Regions from separate parts of the Mus musculus genome. Here region 2 is linked to region 1. A link is a contact called in public promoter capture Hi-C data. All regions are on one chromosome and are shown on one strand. Each heading gives the region's core, a stretch centred on a gene start, on an enhancer-like site or on the middle of the called end of the contact. The rest is flanking DNA. Distances are from core to core; before and after follow the strand shown.

Region 1 (2,700 bases), core at 63-2,562:
CTCTCCCTGCTTACTGCATACCATGAGGTAACTTTGCCCCAACACGCCTTTGTGCCGTGTTTTTGTTTCATCCAGGGCCCAGAAACACAGAGTCAGATAAGGACAGATTGCCTCAAGTCAAAATATATCCCCATGCCTTTCTCTCAGATGTTTGGTCAGTCAGGAAATATGACTAGCAGAGCTTCCAGTCAGCCTTGCCTCTCCTAACATTCCTGCCTTTGTGCTGTTTTCTGTGGTAGTCAACAGGACAGACCTGTATTCCTGACTGACTGATGTTATGCAGGGGAAAGTGTGTGGCTTCCAAAGCTAAAACCTAAAAGGCCCTGTAGCTTCTACCTGGCTCTCTCGGATCACTGACTCTGGGAAGCCAGGTCACGTCACGAGGACACACATTTCTACGTTAATCCGTGAGGTGAGCAACTGAGACCTCCTGCCAGACAGCTAGAGCCAAGTTTCCAGACCTGTGAACGCACTCTCTCAGTTGGAAATAGAGCCTCCTGCCCAGTCAGCCCTCCAGATGTCTATAACGTAGCCCATAACTGGATGACGACTGTGTAATACTGCATGAGACACCTCTGCTGCTCCTGTGTTTGTGACACATGGGAACCATGAGAGATGTTTGTCATTGTAAGGCCCTAAATTTAAGGACAATGTTTCCATAGGAAGAGCTAACCAACATTTTTGACGCTAATATCTTACCCAAAGAAGTGCCACTTGGCACACAGTCAACCTCTGGCCTTCCCCACTGCAGACTATGGGAAAGGAAGGCAACAGCCGATGGCGTCTGAAGTCTAAATGCAGGTATCATTAAAGTCCTTACACGGTGGACATCCTGTGCCCACTCCATCCCGGAGCCATGAGCTACACGTAGCTGTTGAGCAACTCCATTTTTACATGTTAAAGAGCCATGGTGGCTGGTGGCTGCTGTGCAAACTGAGCAGGTCTAGCCCATTCAGAGTTCACGCTACAGGAAAAGCGGTGAACTACGAGAGCCAGAAACTCACCCAAGGGACTCGAGGAAACAGAACTTAGGGTCCCTAGAGAGATATGAGACCAGGTGCTGTGAAGGCCGACCACCCCCACAGTGAAGGGACTGTGAGCAATGGAAACCCTCTGATAGGCCCTCACTATGTGGATTCAAATCCTACCTCCGCCACTGGTGAACGATCGATTTGGACACGTTCTTTTAACCTTTCAGATGAAGTTTGTCCCATTTCTAACGACTGTTTCCTGCAGCTGTGCTAACAGGCCCAACCATGAAACACCAAGTTCCTGGCTGGTGTAGTTAAGTCCTCTGGCTGCTTCTTCCCATGGGGCCACATGGTGCCAAACCCAAGTCACCAAGGTCAACGGGCCACAAATCGAGGCTCCACTCTGCAAAGATAAGCTGAGGACAGGTGGGATCCTTGGCAACAGGCCCTTTACTGCTTATGAGACTCTCAAGTGTGACAACTATAGCACAGCCCACAGAGACCAGGCAGGTGACACGGAAATAGGCAGGAACTGTGTCACGAAAGAGCCAGTCTGGGGCCTTGTTTCCTCTCAGCCATGTCTGGTTATAGTACAGTCTTGACAGCTGGCAAAGTCGATTTGTCTTCCAGCTCTAAGGCTTTTATGAGAAGTACTACGATTTCTACACACAGGGACTCAACTGAGGGTTATTTTTTCCTATTTTGATTTATTAAGTAGCGTGTGTGTCCACGTGTGTCCAAGTGTGTGTGGCCCCCACGGTTCACTTGTGGCAGTCGGAGTGTGACGTCAGCAGCTGCTTCTCTCCCGTTGTGTCCAGGACTTACACTGGAGGCCTCAGGCTGGCGTGACAAGTGCTCTTAAGACTCTGAGCCATCCCAAAGGCCCGAGGGACTCTGTGGCCTGTGTTTGTTTTTAAACCTAGTGTTGCTTAATTAAAATGGGGAGAGACAGGATGTGCTGCCCAGAGCAACGGGCACATTTTCTGGCATCTCTCCTACCTCCAAAGCCCTACTGCTGTCTCGTGTCTGTGCCCGTGTCTGGCACCCCAAAAGGTCTCCCTCTGGCTTCATTGAGTTCAAGGGATACAGAATGAATGGCTTGTAAAAAAAACCCTTTAAAATGGGCTGGAGTGAAGCCTCAGTGGTTAAGAGCACTGGCTGCTCCTCATGGAGGACCTGCATTCAATTCCCAGCAACCACATGGTGGCTCATAACCATCAGTAATGGGGTCTGACGCCCTCTTCTGGCACGCAGGTGTACATGCAGGTAGAATACTCATACACATAAAATAAAAATAAAGCTTAAAAAGAAACCCAAAATCTTATAATGGCATCGGGTGTGATGGCACACCTCTTTAATCGAGGTAGAGGCAGGTCAGCCTCTTGAGTTCTAGGTTCACCTGATCTACAGAATGCTTTTCAGGACAGCCAGGGCTACACAGAGAAACCCTGTTTTGAGAAACCAAAAATAAAACTGACAGGCTGACAATCTAGAAAGTACCAGGTTTTATTATCTTTTTATCAAAAAAAAAAAAAAAAAAGATCAGTAACAGACAACAGTGTGAATGGTGCAGAAAAGGAGCAGGCACCAAGGCTAGAAGAGGACCCAGCCAGCTAGGACCCTGCACGGAGGTGGTGATGGGGGCCTCACAGGAACAGAGTATGGTTGAGAGTGGTGTGATCTCCCCACCACCCCAGGCCTTTTAAGCCACTAGCTCTCTCCTCTGTAA
Region 2 (2,700 bases), core at 46-2,545, 360 kb after region 1:
AGACTGACATGTGACAGTGTATGAAATACTTACAAGACGCCATGAGTGCTAAAATCTGAGACCCTTCTGTTCAGTAAAGGCCAGGAAGGTCTTTCCGTTCATATCCTCCATCCCTCTCCCACGCCCTAAAAGGGGATAGGAGATACTTAATTTTGATACTGTCTGAGATAATTTTGAGGCAGGGTCTCTATTTAGTTCTGGACCTCAACAGTAAACCAGGCTGTTCTTGAACTCACAATGATCCTCCTACCTTTGCCTCCCGAGAGCCAGGGCTAGGATTAATGGCATGAGCCACAGGAGCACCACACCTGGCCTTTGAGATAACTTGTTTTATTGTCTAACTAGCCAAATCTGCCTGCTAGGTCTGACATGTAAGCCTTGGGACAGGGATCAGCAATCATTTTCCTGACTACTGCTACCCTGCAGTAAAAGATAAACTGCAGTTCTCCAAGAGAGTTATAGAGATTACCCAAGCAACCCCGCACGCGTGGGAAAATAAATCAGTTCAAGAGCTCCCACGCTAGAGATCTCTGACAAACTGGGCAACCTTGAACAAGTAACAGCCTCTCTGGATGTTTTCCTCTTTGACTACTTCCCCCAGGTTAAGTTCAAACGAAACTGGGAAGGGCTAGGTTTCTCACACAGGCACCGGACTGGGGTTTTTACAAGAGCTGAAAATTTAGTATGAGTGAAAATTTAGTATGAGTATTAGTATTCTTGTTTCATATGAGAAAACCTAGGCTGGACGAAACCGGATTTCAAGCTTCACTCAAGGGAGAGCCGAGCTCCCAAATGCCGCGAAATTACACTGTAAAGTTACATGGCACTGTATGGAGATTAGGGGTAAAGCTTGGGGCGGCCTCAGGAGACCAGGAGGGGTGGGCGAGTCCAAGAGGGGGCGCGGCCACCACGATCCGGCTGGGTTTCGGGGGAAGCCTTGGCCCGCCCGGCTGCCCTCCGCGTCCCTCCCGCAGGCAGCGGCTTGGGATTCTAACAGCTCCGGGAGAGGGAGCTGGCGGGGCGGAGGCGGAGCGGCGGCAGGAAGCAGCGAGGCGGCGCCGTGAGCTGCCTGGGCGGAGAGCCTCTTAAATCCGCCAGGCTGCTGCACCAAATCCCGGGAGCCCGCCCCGAACGCACTTGGGACGCGGTGGGTGGAGGCGCGTCCCGGCCTGCGGGAGGAACAGGGCAGAGGCCGGCCTCCCGCACGTCCCCAGCGGCCGCGGCCCGTGGGCGTGGCCTCTTGTGCCACGCCCCTGACACGCCCCCGGGTCCCTCTCCGGGCGGGGGTCCCCTCCCTCTTCAGCCCTGGACCCAGCGTGGCGCGCTCCCCCCTGGGTGCCATGGCCTCGCGGCTCCTACACCGGCTGCGACACGCCCTGGCCAGCGATGGCCCCGGGGAGGCGGCGGCGGGCCCAGAGGCCGAGCAGTTCCCTGAGAGCTCAGAGCTGGAGGACGATGACGCCGAGGGCCTGTCCTCCCGCCTCAGTGGCACCCTCAGCTTCACTAGTGCGGAGGATGACCCTGACGACGAAGACGAGGACGACGAGGCGGGCCTCGACTCGCCGCCCTCAGGAGACGGGGCATCGGGAGAAGACGCAGGCGAGTGCGGGAGGACAGACAGGAACCCCGGGGCTCGGTTAGGCCTCCCCGCTGGACGCGGTCCGAGGGCATCCTGAGTTTTCTCTCTGAAACTATTGACACTATAAGCTCTTCCAGACACGGTTTGGCTGTGTGACCTTGACTCACAACACTATGGGAATCACACCATCTCGGGTTTTTTGTAGATATTAAATGCACAGGACCAGGGAAACAAACGTGTGTGCTAGCTGCTTCGGGTGGAGGTTTAGCATCCACTGTAAGCCAGGCGCTGGGGTGAAGCACATCTCGCTTCTGTGAATGAGGTCATGGCATTTTGTTTACGTTAACTCTGGAGCTAGCCACCCCCATAATGACGGGTCATGTGCTTGTGCAGAACGAAGTCCCCCACCTGATGGACAACGGAGCAGTCAACTCCTGGCCCGCCAGCTGCAGGATTTCTGGAAAAAGTCTCGGAACACCCTAGTTCCACAGAGGCTGCTCTTTGAGGTGACCAGCGCCAATGTTGTCAAAGACCCTCCCTCCAAGTACGTGGTGAGTGAGGTTCCAGGAACCCTTGAGCAGCGAGTCTAGATGTCTAGCTGAGAGAAAGGAAATAGCACAGATTTTGGGGCGGGGGTCGTGGCCATGCAGTTATAAAAGGATGTCCTTATTTTACACCTGGGGGAACTGAGACCAGATGAGAAGATGGGTGTCAACTGAACACGTCCTCAGGCAAATGACTTAGTTTCTCTAAAACTGAGAATGTGGCCTTAGGAGTTGCCTCCTGTCCTAGTCTTGAGGTTACGAGAACTGATGTGTGTTTCTTTCTGTACCCTGTGGGTTTCTGTCAACCGCAGCAGGACACAGTATTGAGACCCAGTGGCATGGGTCAGGATTAAGGAAATGGGCTTTGGATCCAGACCAGTCTTGATTCACATCCCCTGTGTTTACCAGTGGCTTCCCCTTGGGTGGGTTCTGTGGCCTCAGTGGCCCCCAGTTTCCTCTTTTGAGCAATAGGCAATACATGGGATTATAATAGGAGGTAAATGAGGCCAGGCGCAGGGAAACCTTAGCATTGTCTGGCACTGTGATAGATTAAAACTGTAGCTGTATAGTGTCAAA

Evidence for each region. Promoter capture Hi-C pulls out the DNA fragments that hold promoters and counts their contacts.
Region 2: a promoter capture Hi-C map of liver shows a contact between it and region 1, with 1.9 times the contacts expected there. The contact joins the promoter of Snx21 here to the enhancer-like site in region 1. A contact is called at or near these places in 4 of 39 promoter capture datasets (the 3T3-L1 cell line, liver and pre-B cells), 4 of 484 Hi-C or Micro-C datasets (cortical neurons, embryonic stem cells, palatal mesenchyme and 1 more), 4 of 115 datasets of contacts at active chromatin or transcription factors (bone marrow-derived macrophages, pancreatic cancer cells, pro-B cells and 1 more) and 1 of 9 other capture datasets (pancreatic islet).

The regions. Positions count from the first base shown.
Region 1 is chr2:164,421,794-164,424,493 of GRCm38.p6, forward strand. It overlaps Sdc4 (syndecan 4), which reads right to left. Exons shown (of 5, transcript NM_011521.2): 5 at 2,454-2,700. Among named protein-coding and RNA genes, the nearest start is that of Matn4, 18 kb to the left of the region's middle. Within about 2 kb of position 1,313, at least 69 of the 459 cell types and tissues checked have an H3K27ac peak or open chromatin away from gene starts, as enhancers often do. A contact at or near this core is called in liver, pre-B cells and pro-B cells, where this site is marked.
Region 2 is chr2:164,784,726-164,787,425 of GRCm38.p6, forward strand. It overlaps Snx21 (sorting nexin family member 21), which reads left to right and starts at 1,296. Exons shown (of 3, transcript NM_133924.3): 1 at 1,296-1,599; 2 at 1,973-2,130. The coding sequence starts at 1,341.